4 separate regions of the Mus musculus genome follow, and all the other regions are linked to region 2. A link is a contact called in public ChIA-PET and HiChIP or PLAC-seq data. All regions are on one chromosome and are shown on one strand. The core of a region is the stretch at or near the end of the contact, and the rest is flanking DNA. Distances in the headings are between cores, read along the strand shown. Region 1 has its middle 76 kb from the start of n-TEttc7. Region 2 overlaps Atp10a (ATPase, class V, type 10A). Region 3 holds the start of Ube3a (ubiquitin protein ligase E3A). Region 4 has its middle 53 kb from the start of n-TEttc7.

Evidence for each region. HiChIP or PLAC-seq counts read pairs in DNA pulled down with a chosen protein or histone mark. ChIA-PET counts read pairs in DNA pulled down with a chosen protein or histone mark.
Region 1: a BATF HiChIP or PLAC-seq map of CD8 T cells shows a contact between it and region 2, with 14 read pairs. The contact joins two enhancer-like sites. A contact is called at or near these places in 3 of 115 datasets of contacts at active chromatin or transcription factors (CD8 T cells, effector CD8 T cells and memory CD8 T cells).
Region 3: an RNA polymerase II ChIA-PET map of effector CD8 T cells shows a contact between it and region 2, with 16 read pairs. The contact joins the promoter of Ube3a here to the enhancer-like site in region 2. A contact is called at or near these places in 2 of 39 promoter capture datasets (3T3-L1-derived adipocytes and pre-B cells), 1 of 484 Hi-C or Micro-C datasets (CD8 T cells), 10 of 115 datasets of contacts at active chromatin or transcription factors (CD8 T cells, bone marrow-derived dendritic cells, bone marrow-derived macrophages and 7 more) and 2 of 9 other capture datasets (adipose tissue and liver).
Region 4: a contact with region 2 is called in a CTCF HiChIP or PLAC-seq map of CD8 T cells, with 7 read pairs. The contact joins two enhancer-like sites. A contact is called at or near these places in 1 of 15 datasets of contacts at CTCF or cohesin (CD8 T cells), 1 of 484 Hi-C or Micro-C datasets (natural killer cells) and 4 of 115 datasets of contacts at active chromatin or transcription factors (CD8 T cells, effector CD8 T cells, memory CD8 T cells and 1 more).

The regions. Positions count from the first base shown.
Region 1 is chr7:58,474,115-58,476,814 of GRCm38.p6, forward strand. No RefSeq gene overlaps it. Among named protein-coding and RNA genes, the nearest start is that of n-TEttc7, 76 kb to the left of the region's middle. Within about 2 kb of position 1,292, at least 24 of the 459 cell types and tissues checked have an H3K27ac peak or open chromatin away from gene starts, as enhancers often do. A contact at or near this core is called in CD8 T cells, effector CD8 T cells and memory CD8 T cells, where this site is marked.
Region 2 is chr7:58,821,237-58,823,993 of GRCm38.p6, forward strand. The region is part of intron 16 of Atp10a (ATPase, class V, type 10A); the gene reads left to right. Among named protein-coding and RNA genes, the nearest start is that of Gm39019, 92 kb to the left of the region's middle. Within about 2 kb of position 1,280, at least 83 of the 459 cell types and tissues checked have an H3K27ac peak or open chromatin away from gene starts, as enhancers often do. A contact at or near this core is called in CD8 T cells, effector CD8 T cells, memory CD8 T cells and 2 more, where this site is marked.
Region 3 is chr7:59,227,367-59,230,066 of GRCm38.p6, forward strand. Ube3a (ubiquitin protein ligase E3A) reads left to right here and starts at 1,384. Exons shown (of 11, transcript NM_001033962.2): 1 at 1,384-1,905.
Region 4 is chr7:58,450,770-58,453,485 of GRCm38.p6, forward strand. No RefSeq gene overlaps it. Among named protein-coding and RNA genes, the nearest start is that of n-TEttc7, 53 kb to the left of the region's middle. Within about 2 kb of position 1,407, at least 21 of the 459 cell types and tissues checked have an H3K27ac peak or open chromatin away from gene starts, as enhancers often do. A contact at or near this core is called in CD8 T cells, effector CD8 T cells, memory CD8 T cells and 1 more, where this site is marked.

The DNA.
Region 1 (2,700 bases), core at 42-2,541, 350 kb before region 2:
TTGCCTTTGCAGAGGAACAGGGTTTGGTTCTATCATAGTCAATGGTCGATTGCTGTGAAGAGACGCCATAAGCAAAACATTATAATGGGAAACATTTATTAGGGATTGCTTACATTTTTGGAGGATTATTCCATTATCTCCCTGGTAGGAAGCATGATGGCACACAGGCAGACATGGTGTGGAGAAGGAGCAGAGAGAATCTGGATCCACAGGCAACAGAAAGAGACAGTGACCCACTTAGGTTCTAAAGAACCTCAAAGCCCACCCCAAGTAACACACTTTCTCCCACAAGGCCATACCTTCTAATCTTTTCAACAGTCCCACCCCCATGACTAAGCATTCAAACCTGTGAGTCTATGGGGTCATTCTCATTTAAATCCCAAGGGGTTCCCAGCATCAGACATGGATGCCCACAGCTGTAAGTGTAACTCCAATTACAGGGTATCAGATACTCTTACATGTTTTTAAAAAAAAATAAAGAAAAGCAATGATGGAACAGAGAGAGGGTGAGTAATGGACAATAGCTTTCCACATTCAATAGCACACAGGATACTTGCAGTCAGCCACAGTCAAAGGAATGTTTCAGAACAGCTCATTGGAAGCACTTCAGTGTTACCACGTGGGGAAGTGGCAGGTATTCGAGGTGACAGAAATGCCAGTTATGGTGACCTGACTGTTCCACGATACACTTGTGTACACCACCACCACAGTGCATGTGTGATTACTGTATATCAAGTAAAAATCAAAATGAAAGTCAAAAGTAAAGAAACATACTAAAGCCTGCCGTATTCCCTATTATACTAGGGGGAGTAACCAGGATGAGGGGAGATTTTATGTTTTATATATTTTTATCTTAAATGAACTTGTGCACATATTTCAATATATATCAAGGATTTGCCCAAAACATCGATAAAATCTTCACCTCCCAAAACTGGTTTAGAAATGTCTCCTCGTAAATAAACAGGGAACCAAATAAACCATTGGAGGCTGACAAAATTTTTCACTGTTTAGAGGGAAATACTCATAATTTTTACAAAGAGATTCTGTAGAAAAAGCTATGTTCAGTTGGTGGTTGTAAACCAGAAGTATGACTCCAGCCCTGATGAGTTGCAACAAATGAGATAAGTGTGAAGACAAAGGGCCCAGCTGGCCGTAATCTCTGAGCAAGTATCTGAGGTTCTACTTGGAAAGTGAAATCAAAGTGGAGTTAATAGAACTTTTTCTATTGTTAGGCAATAGGCAACCCTAGACAGGATGTGATTTGACAGTTATACGGTTTGGGAGATGACTGTACAGCTAATTCTCTCTGAGAAACCCTTGTTCAGTTCACTAACAATAACACAGCAGAGACCTGAGGTGACATTAAGGAAATAAAAGTCAATGACTTCCTCCAAGCTAGAAAGACTGTGTTCCTCACAGAGTGTCCTGGTAGCAAGTGAGTCACACTGAAGAGTGTGAGCACACGGAGCCAGCGATGTTCACTTAACGTATTCTGGAGTTGAAAATGTGCCTAGTTGGTTATTCAGAAATTCCCTTGGGAGGAAAGTCATCAGGAGACCACACTCAGGTAAAACATTGCCTTTCTGTGTGCTAAGGAACAAAGAATGGATTGCAAGAATGCTCCAAACAAGATTATGAATGACAACAACATGCTCAGGATTCAAGAAAGATGTTGTCTTCATTAGGATTTCTATTGCTATGAAGAGGCACCATGACCACAAAAATTCTTATGATGAAAAACATTTCATTGGGGCTGGCTTTCAGTCTAAAGGTTATGTCCACCATTGTCATGGCAGGAAGCATGGTGGCATGCAGGCAGACATGGTGCTGGCCAGTTAACTGAGAATTCTACACCTGGATCCACAGGCAGCAGGAAAAGTCTGAACTTTTGAAACCTCAAAGCTTATGCCCAGTGACACACTTCTTCCATCAATGTCACAACGTACTGCAACAAGGCCAATTGTCCCAATCCTTTCAAGTAATGCCATTTACTATGAGCCAGTCGGGACCATTTTCATTCAAACAAGCACAGGTGTGTCTATTCCTAAGGGAGGCAAAGTTCTGTATGAACTCACCCTGGAAAGTTTTTGTTTTATTATGTTGCTAATATTTCAAGTTATCATTTAATAAATGTTAATTTTATCATTCTTAACCTCCTTATGCATTTATAACCTACAGGAAATTTTTTTAAAATTCTCTCACAAATTTTGTTTTGTTTTTTCAAGACAATGTAGACCAAGCTGTCCTTGAACTCATGGGTGATCCTCTTGCCTTTGTTTTCTGAATGCTGAGATTTCTGGTATGGATTAGCACCCCAAATCTAATCATACACACACACACACACACACACACACACACACACTCACACACACACACATCGCCGCTGCCATCATCGTTGTCTTCATGTCATCGTCGTCATCATCATCATTACTCTAAAATTAATCTCCATGCTTCTTACAATCCCTGTGCATCCTCTTGGCTTGCAGGAATTTAGTTATGGTTCTAAGCTACAGTCAAGTGAAATGTGCTCAGCTGTGTTCAGAGTAGCATGGCTTCTGCATTTTTGTGGGTTGGAGAACTGAACCACTGCCTCTAGAAGCCCTGTGTTAAAGGCTTGATCTCAAGACTTTGGGACTATTGGTAGGTAGTAGGAGGTGGGGCTTATAGATGGAGTACATTAGGACACTTGGTCTAAGGGCA
Region 2 (2,757 bases), core at 30-2,529:
TTCTGGAAACTGACACATTTTCTTTCCTAACCTCTCCCACCCACTGGCCTGATTACCAAAATGTCTTCTAACAAATGAATACAAGATGCTCAGAACCAATCAAGATATGGCTAATTGAGTAGATTTAGAAATTAAATCAGATTAAACTCTGCCTGGGACCACATCCCCAAAAAAAAAAGTTGTGCTGTTTCTGACCTTGTGAGTTTATGTGTCCATTCATTGTAAGCCAGTATTGAATTGCCAGCACGGTGCATCCTCAGATACCCAGAGCCTAGAGTTTCCCAATTCCCTCTGCAGAAGTGAATGGCCTCTGTAGAGTAGGCCAGAATGGAATGCAGCCTCATTTACTTCAGTCTTTTTAGTGGCAACTTAAGCACATTGCTTCTAAACCGATAGTAGGGTTTTGTTGTCTTGATAACAACCCATTACAAGTTGAAAATATCACAAATGGAAAACACATTCAGTCCACCTAGATCAACTACTATCATAGCTTTGTGGCACAGAACCCTGCAACATTGTTACCTTGCAGACAGCTGGGAGCTTTGGCTCAAAACCACTATCCATCATTTTATGAGAGAATAAAGCCCAGGCAAAGAACCAATCAAAATTCAAAATTTGGGTGAATGCATATTGCTTTCACCCTACATCAAAAACTTGAAAAAAAAAAAACTAAATTGAGGCCTCATAAGTTGTAGACCATGTCTGTTTGACACCTTTGGGTTATAGTTTCTTTTAATCTCCCCAAAACAAAACTAGGAATTAAGCTAGCTTATCTCTGTCATTCCCAATTCAGGTTTGCCAACTTGAGAAGGTAGTGAGAATAACATACTGTAAGCTTTCCAAAGTTTTGGAGGTAAATCGAGGCCAAAGTGGCAGCCTGACATGTGTACACTCTCCTTCTGCTCACCTTGTTAAGCCTGCCTTTGTTGGAGAACACAGGGAGGAGAATTAGCCTGTTTTCCTTCATGTAAGATGCAGGGCTTTGTTAAGAGCATTTATCCACATGAGGAGTTCAAGGGTAATCAGTCCTCACAGGAGAGAGTCATTAATTTTAAGAATAAAATGGCCTTTCCAATAAAGAGCAGAGAAGAACAGTTTCCATAGTAACCGAGCTTTGGGAATAAAGCTCTTTGGTACGATGAGAGGGGGCTCTTAATTATCTGAGTATTTTTCTTCCTGTTCCCTTTGACTCCATTTGCTTTACTATGACTCATAAGGCTGAGCCCACGGCGGGTGAGCAAGAGTGAGCTGTGGGCGGAAGGCAGGGGGGAAAAATCAATGAAAAGCCCAAGACTGTCAGTGGTTTGTGTGAAGGGGGGAAGGTTGCATATTAGGAAACTTAAGTCATAGATTAAAACAGTAACTTGGGGGATTTAGTCATCGCTTCCACCCACATGGACTAGCATTTCTTCTGATCCTCAGAAGCAATTTTCTAGGCTAGATACTAAAGCCCAGAGACAGGTAAAGTAGCTCTGCCAAGAGCTGGAGACATAAAGCAACTCTTTCAAGAGCCATGAAGAGCTGTAGCTCAGAACCCTCACTGGGCTCAGTGGAACATTCATCCACTCTATCACATCTCTTTTGGAGACTGGTCCCCTGCACCTTAAGCCAAGATTCATGTGTTTGAACAAGTTGGATGTATTGCTCATACTCTGATCAAGTGTTTTCATATCTCATTTCTGTAAATGTTAAGAGGACTTTGAGTGTGAGCCTCAAAGAAGGAAATGAAGACATTAAGCTAGGAAGAGTATGCCTCTGACAAGAGCTACAGTATTCCAGAGATCTAATGAGTGTTTTAAGGTATCAGATCCTTTACTTCTCAACATCCCCCACCTCCAGCCCCATGTAGGTCTCAGTGGTATGGCCATATCATGGACAGGGAAACTGAAGTAGAGAGGGTGATATGATCTATGCCAGATTACACAGTGAGTCTGAAAATACATTATATGTTGGGTTTGTATCACTATACTATAATAAGTGAAATAAATAAGTTATAAAGGAAACGGTTTTTATTTTGGCTGACTGTTAGAGGTTTGGGTTTATGGTGAGGCAGCACATCATGATGGGAATAAAGATGCTTACCCCATGGTTCTCGGAGAGGCAGAGGGAATTGGGTTTCCAGTATTCTGTTTAATGACATGCCCTCACTGACTTCCCTTCACTAGGCCCACCTGTTTTGACTACCACTACTCCAAATAGCTCTGCGATCTGGGAAAAGAGCTTTAACTTAGGGGCCTCTGGGAGACACTTAAGATCTGGACCACAGTGTTTTATATCTGTCATCAGACTGCCATGCTCCCCATGTAAATGCAGCCCAGCCACTGACAACCTGATCCAGTGAAAGTAGAAAGACCTACCTAACCCACAGCACTGCTGAGCAGGCTATTCAGGCTCTCTGCTTCATAACATCTGTATCTTGGCCTTGCACTTGTGTGTGCCTTCCTCTAATGGGAGCTGTTGATAATTTTTCACTGTTCTTTTTCAAATAGAAAGTAAAAATGGGAGGATCATGAATTCAAGGCTAGACTGGGCCACATAGTTAAACCTTGTCTCCCCCGACCCCCAAATAAAGGAGGAGAAAAGAAAACACAAAGAAAATGGGAAAACAAGAGGACATGGGCTCAGAGATCTATCCTAGGGTAGTTGTTTGGGAAGAAAGGAAAATGAAAGCCCCAAGGAACAAGCCACAGGCCCCCTTGAAAAGTGAGCCATTATAAGCCCCAGTCACACCTTGATTGTTTAATGTTGATCATCTCC
Region 3 (2,700 bases), core at 134-2,633, 410 kb after region 2:
AGGAGTGAATAGCTGAAAGCGTCTTCACATGCTGCAACAGTTTATGTACTTTACTTTTCTTAGCAGTCTAATGATTTTCAGTTTTGGTTTTGTATTTAAATAGTTTGCAAAGATAACTCTTTAAAGGGTTACATTTATTACTGGCCCCTTTCATATAATACAATGGTATTCCAAATGAGGATCTTTAATGGATGGAGAAAAAAAAAGAATAGAAAAAATTTAAAGTATCTTAAAATCTGATATAACAGTTGCACTTATTATTTATCCTGTAATAGTTTACACACACACACGCCTATTATTTTTTAATTTTAAAAAATTGCAAGCCTTTAATCCCAGCATTCAGAAAGCGAATCTCTGAATTCAAAGCCAGCCTGGTCTACAGAGTGGGTTCCAGGACAGCCAGGGCTTCACAGAGAAATCTGTCTTGAAAAACCAATAATAAAAATATTTTTTATAGTGGGGAGATCTTTCATATATATATGATGTGTATATATATATACACACACATACACACACATTATAGGAGCTGTAATAAACAGAAAAGCACATTAATACATGTGATTGTTACATTTTGAGCACTAGATGATTAAGGCTTACTAAGTTGCAAGCCAGGAAATAACATGTCAGCTAGTCTTTATAATAATTTAGTGTCAAAATCATTAACAACAAACCTAAGTTAAACCCTCACTCCGGTACCAACAAGTCACATGGCTCTAACAGGGTTCGGGTGTTCTGTAAATCAAAATTAGTCTCTATCCACGTGTGATCAAGCAAGGCGGTTTCTTCTCAGTTGACATCTACTGGAAGACAACACAGGAGGGGCTGGGCTTTTACCTACTAGTCTGGTAAGCCAGTGACATATCATGTTCTGGCAGAGGCTGATGGCCTTGTTTGCTGAAAGGTTGCCCAATCTCAACGCCTGAATCCTTTACTCGGACAGTTCGGATGAAAAGTCGTAAGGGTCAGCTCTAGCAACAAAACGCTTCTATGCCTCCTCGTGCCGCCAGTAGGCTACACCCTCTTGGCCTATTCGTCCCTCTGACTCCTGGGCTTTGCTAGGCTGGGTAGACCTGTCCGCTCTCGCGAGTACACCGAAGCACACTGGTCTATAGATTGAGTAAAAGGAGCAGAGGCTAAAAACACCAAGCCTCTCTCAGCCCAGTCTCAAGATGGCGACGATGCTGGCCAGCTTCCACCCAGCCCAAGGCCATCTCCCCTTCCCAAAGGCCCCTGCGCCGCAGGCGAAGGCGAGCTAGAGGAGGGCCCCACAGAGCTGCGATCGGGGCGGGGCAGAGCCCGTCGCCATCCCACGCACGCGCAACCCCGCCTCGCATCCCGCCTCCGGACTCCGAGCCCTCGCCCGGCAGGGTTGGCGCGCGCTGCCTGTCGGGATACTCGGTCCGCCCACCTAGTCCTCTCGTCCAGTGCTGCGTTCGCGAGATCCGTATTTCTCCCAAGATGGTGGCGCTCCTCTTTGGGTGACTCCAGGAGACGACAGGGCCTTTCGTCTTTGCCAGCACCTCGTCGCCCCTCCTGCGCTCGCTCTCTCGCTCGCGCACCGGGCCACGCAGCTGTTCACCGCCTCGTTACGCTTCTCTTCCGTCGACCTGTCGCTGACGGTGGCGCCTCCTTCTGCTTCTCTTCGGAGTTGCTCGCCGCCCTCGCCCCCCACTGTGGACAGATCGCGACAGCAGCGCTTCAGCGCCGACTTCAAGGTTGCCCAGGCGCCTGGCCTCTCGGCCTCGGTTTCCTGAGGAGAAGCGCGGGTCCCGCATGAGACCCGGCGGTGGCGCCAGCGAAAGGGAACGAGGCGGTGGCGGGCGGCGGCGGTGGACGAGGGCGACAAGGACCAGTGAGGCGGCCGCAGCTGCGAGGGCCGCAGCCCACGCGCGGGGGCGAGGACAGGTCAGTGCTGCTGCGGCTGCGGCCTGCCCGGCGCGCTCCCTCTGGTCTGTACCGCCGGTCCCCTCGTCACCCTCCGGCCCGCGCTGACAGGGTAGGCGCCGGGCCCTCACCCGCCTCCGTGAGCGAGTGCTTGGGGCGCGTGGTCTGGAGGGGCCGGTGCCAGGACTAGGCCCTGGTGGCTGCGGCTGCTGCAGCCTTAACTGTCAGTGCTGGCTGGACGCAGGAGGGAGGGTTTTGTCACCCACGGGTACCCGAGTGGGCCCGGGGTGGGGCGGACGTGCAGGGCGTCGAGATCGGGGGCCTCATCTAAGCAGAGATCGGAGAGCCAGCCGTGGCTTCAGGCTGCGAAAGGCAGGCCTTTTCCTCCAAAGGGGCGCTCTGGTGGGGAAGACATATTTAGATGTGTGCTTAGTGGGTTGGGGTATTGGGGGTGGATTGGAAGGAAGACGGATGAAGCGGCACCTCAAGCCCAAGGATTGCGCTCTGGTTTTATTCGTGTGCTGCTTCTGGTAGGATTCAGTAGTTGAACGTGAGTTACTGATTCCTCAGAAACTGCTGTGTTAATTTTCAATGCAAACCTGTAAGCAGTTGGCCTCCTCCTCTTCTCCCCTCCCCCTTTTCAGTTGAGAAAATGAAAAGGACGTTTTCCCCATTTTGATGCGGAGGCTTTTTGTTGGAAGAATCAGAGTTGAATGTGCTATAATTGCGTTAGCCTTAAAAATAGAAAGTATAATTTTAATAAGACTTTATCAGCTTTAGAAGAATCCTCTAAAGACAATTTTACGTCAATTTTTT
Region 4 (2,716 bases), core at 157-2,656, 370 kb before region 2:
AGTTCGAGGCTAGCCTGGTCTACAAAGTGAGTTCCAGGACAGCCAGGGCTACACAGAGAAACCCTGTCTCGAAAAAACAAAAACAAAACAAAACAAAAAAAGAATGGAATCGCTGGCTTAGGTGGAGAGCAAACACTCCACTCAAGCTGATTCAATAACTTTGGCTAAGGGACCAGCCCTGGGAAGATGGGCTGACCTTTTGCCAAAACTTAGAATACTTAGTTCTCTAGTGAGATACTATACTCTTTCCCAGAATGTTCCCTCCCTACTGCTGAAGATTATGTACTGCAGCCATGCAGGGTTTTTGCTATCTTTTCTAGGCATGTTTTTCTTAATAGTCCTGGTTTCCCTTACCCCAATATTTTTGGGCTTCTTTAACATGCAAGAAAAATAATATAAGAAGTTAAAGGGCAAAGTAAGAATAAGAACTCAGCCCCACTTCTACAGAGAGGATTATACAGTCCCTAAGACCCTGTCCCTAAGACCCTACCACATAGCGTCTGAGGGTGCAGGAGAATGTGGTACAGACTCAGTGCTCGGTTTTTGTAACTAATAACCAGAAACCCAGAGGGCATGGCTTTTCCAGACCCAAAACCAAGTTTTCTTGTTAAACTTCTTTTCAAAACTACAGGGTGGGAGAGAAGACAATTGTGTGATTTTACAACATTTGTGCTCCAGGATGTGTATCCCAGGTTAGGGGCTTTCCAACATTCCACAGGCAATATATCTGGAACCTTGCTCTTGTTCAGGGTCCTGGTTTAGGGGAGAGTTTCCCCTTATTTCTCTTTCTCTGTAGTCTTCCTCTACACCCTGTGGCTGCTTGTTGGCCAACATGTCTGGCTTCTAGGACAACTTCAGAGGTGTGGATTTTCCCTTCCCTCCTGCATTCTCCCCTGAGCAGCAGCTGTAGTTTTACATCTTGCCTGTCCTGTGAGTTTTCTTTTAAGTGCTAATAAAATTGCCCTGTACTTCCTTTTGAGTCCATTCTTAAACTCCTTTATAATGAGACTAAGGAGCTGAAAGGATACTCCAATTTCCCTTGTATCATTACTCTTCAAGATATATGGCTAGCAAAGGCTTTCCTCCTAGTCCATATGCTGTGTATTCATCCAGTTGTTTCCTTGGCTCTGCTGAAAGTTTTTAATTTCATGAAATCCCATTTGTGAAATGTTTCCCTGATTTCCCAAGAAGCACAGTTCTATCTGGAAGCCCTGGCTTACACTGTGTTTTCTACTTTCCAATCCTGAGTTTCAGGTCTTGCATTCAGGTCTTTGATGCATTTGTTGCTTTTCACATAGAGTGTGAGACTAAAATCTAGTTTCATTCTTCTACATGTAGATACCCGGTTTTCCAGCACCACTTGTTAAAGAAGTTGTCTCTTTTACATGTGTGTTTAGCATCTTTGTCAAGAACTAGGTGACTGTGGTTTTGTGGGCTTGTATCTGCATCCTCTATTCTAATCTATTGATCTAGGTGTTGGTGTCAGTACCCTGTTGTTTTTATAACTAGGGCTCTATTATAACTTGAAATTAGGTATGATGATGCCTGTTGGAGTATTCTTTTAACTAGAATGTTATTATGAGAGATGACTTTCAAAGTCCTTGTAATATAATATAAAGTATCATCCAATTTTTTGACAGTTACTTTGAGATACTCTGTGTCATCATTTGTGATTTCTTACATATTGTTGTTTATGTTCTCCATAAAACCATAATGGAGTTCAGTAAACTGTTTACAATTAACCAGTTTATGCCAGATCACTTGAAACTAGATCAGTGCAAAGGAGGAGGGGGTATGCTCTAGCCCAAACTGATATGACTTTTAGTCTGCCATCTAGCACGATGCTCACTTATGGCAAGCCATCAGTGCCAAGCAAAATGACTCTATAAAGAACAAATGCAATTATGGCTCTTGCCCTCACAGGCTAGGAGAGGAGCAGAAGCCAATGACATTATACATTAGTTGGGTGCTTCAAGCAGATGTCCCTGCAAGAAAGACAGATGGTCTGGGTGGTCTTGGCTGAGTTAATAAATGTTACAAATAATTTATGGGGCGCAGTATTTCTAAAAACTACACTTTTGATGTTAGCACTACATGAATATTATACTGTGTTCTTAGAGAAATTAAGATAACTATAATGTCACTAGGTAATAGTATCTATGGTAACATGTGGTCCACTGTTAACTAAAACTTCATTCTGTGGTACATGACTGTGATAAGAGTTAAGGTCTGGAAGGGGAGTTTTGGACAACACAGAAAGTAACAAGGTCCCAGGAAGAGAACAAATGCTTCCTGGAAGTGAGGTAGAGAGCCTGGATGCAGCTCAAATTAGAAGTCGGGGTTAGACAAGAATACTGAAGGTGCAAGGAATGCCATAGTTCTCTGTGTGGATCGGAAGAGGGTTAAGGCATGATCAAATTCACATCTAAAGACCCTCTGCAAGTCTCTATAGAGAACTGAATGGGGGGAAATGAGAACACCTGACCACCATATACCTGTCAATACTAAGACAGTACAGCTAGATAATGTACTAGAGCTTAGATCAAGGAGACTTCTGAATATACCCATTGTTACAAGAAAACTGAAGGAGGGGAAAATAAAATTCAGTAAGAAGAGAAAGTAGCAGCATATCCCTTGACGCCCAGTATAAAGTGTGGGTCATGAACGTCAGCATTTGGATCACAACGATTTTATTCCCCAGAAATAGCAAAAGCCA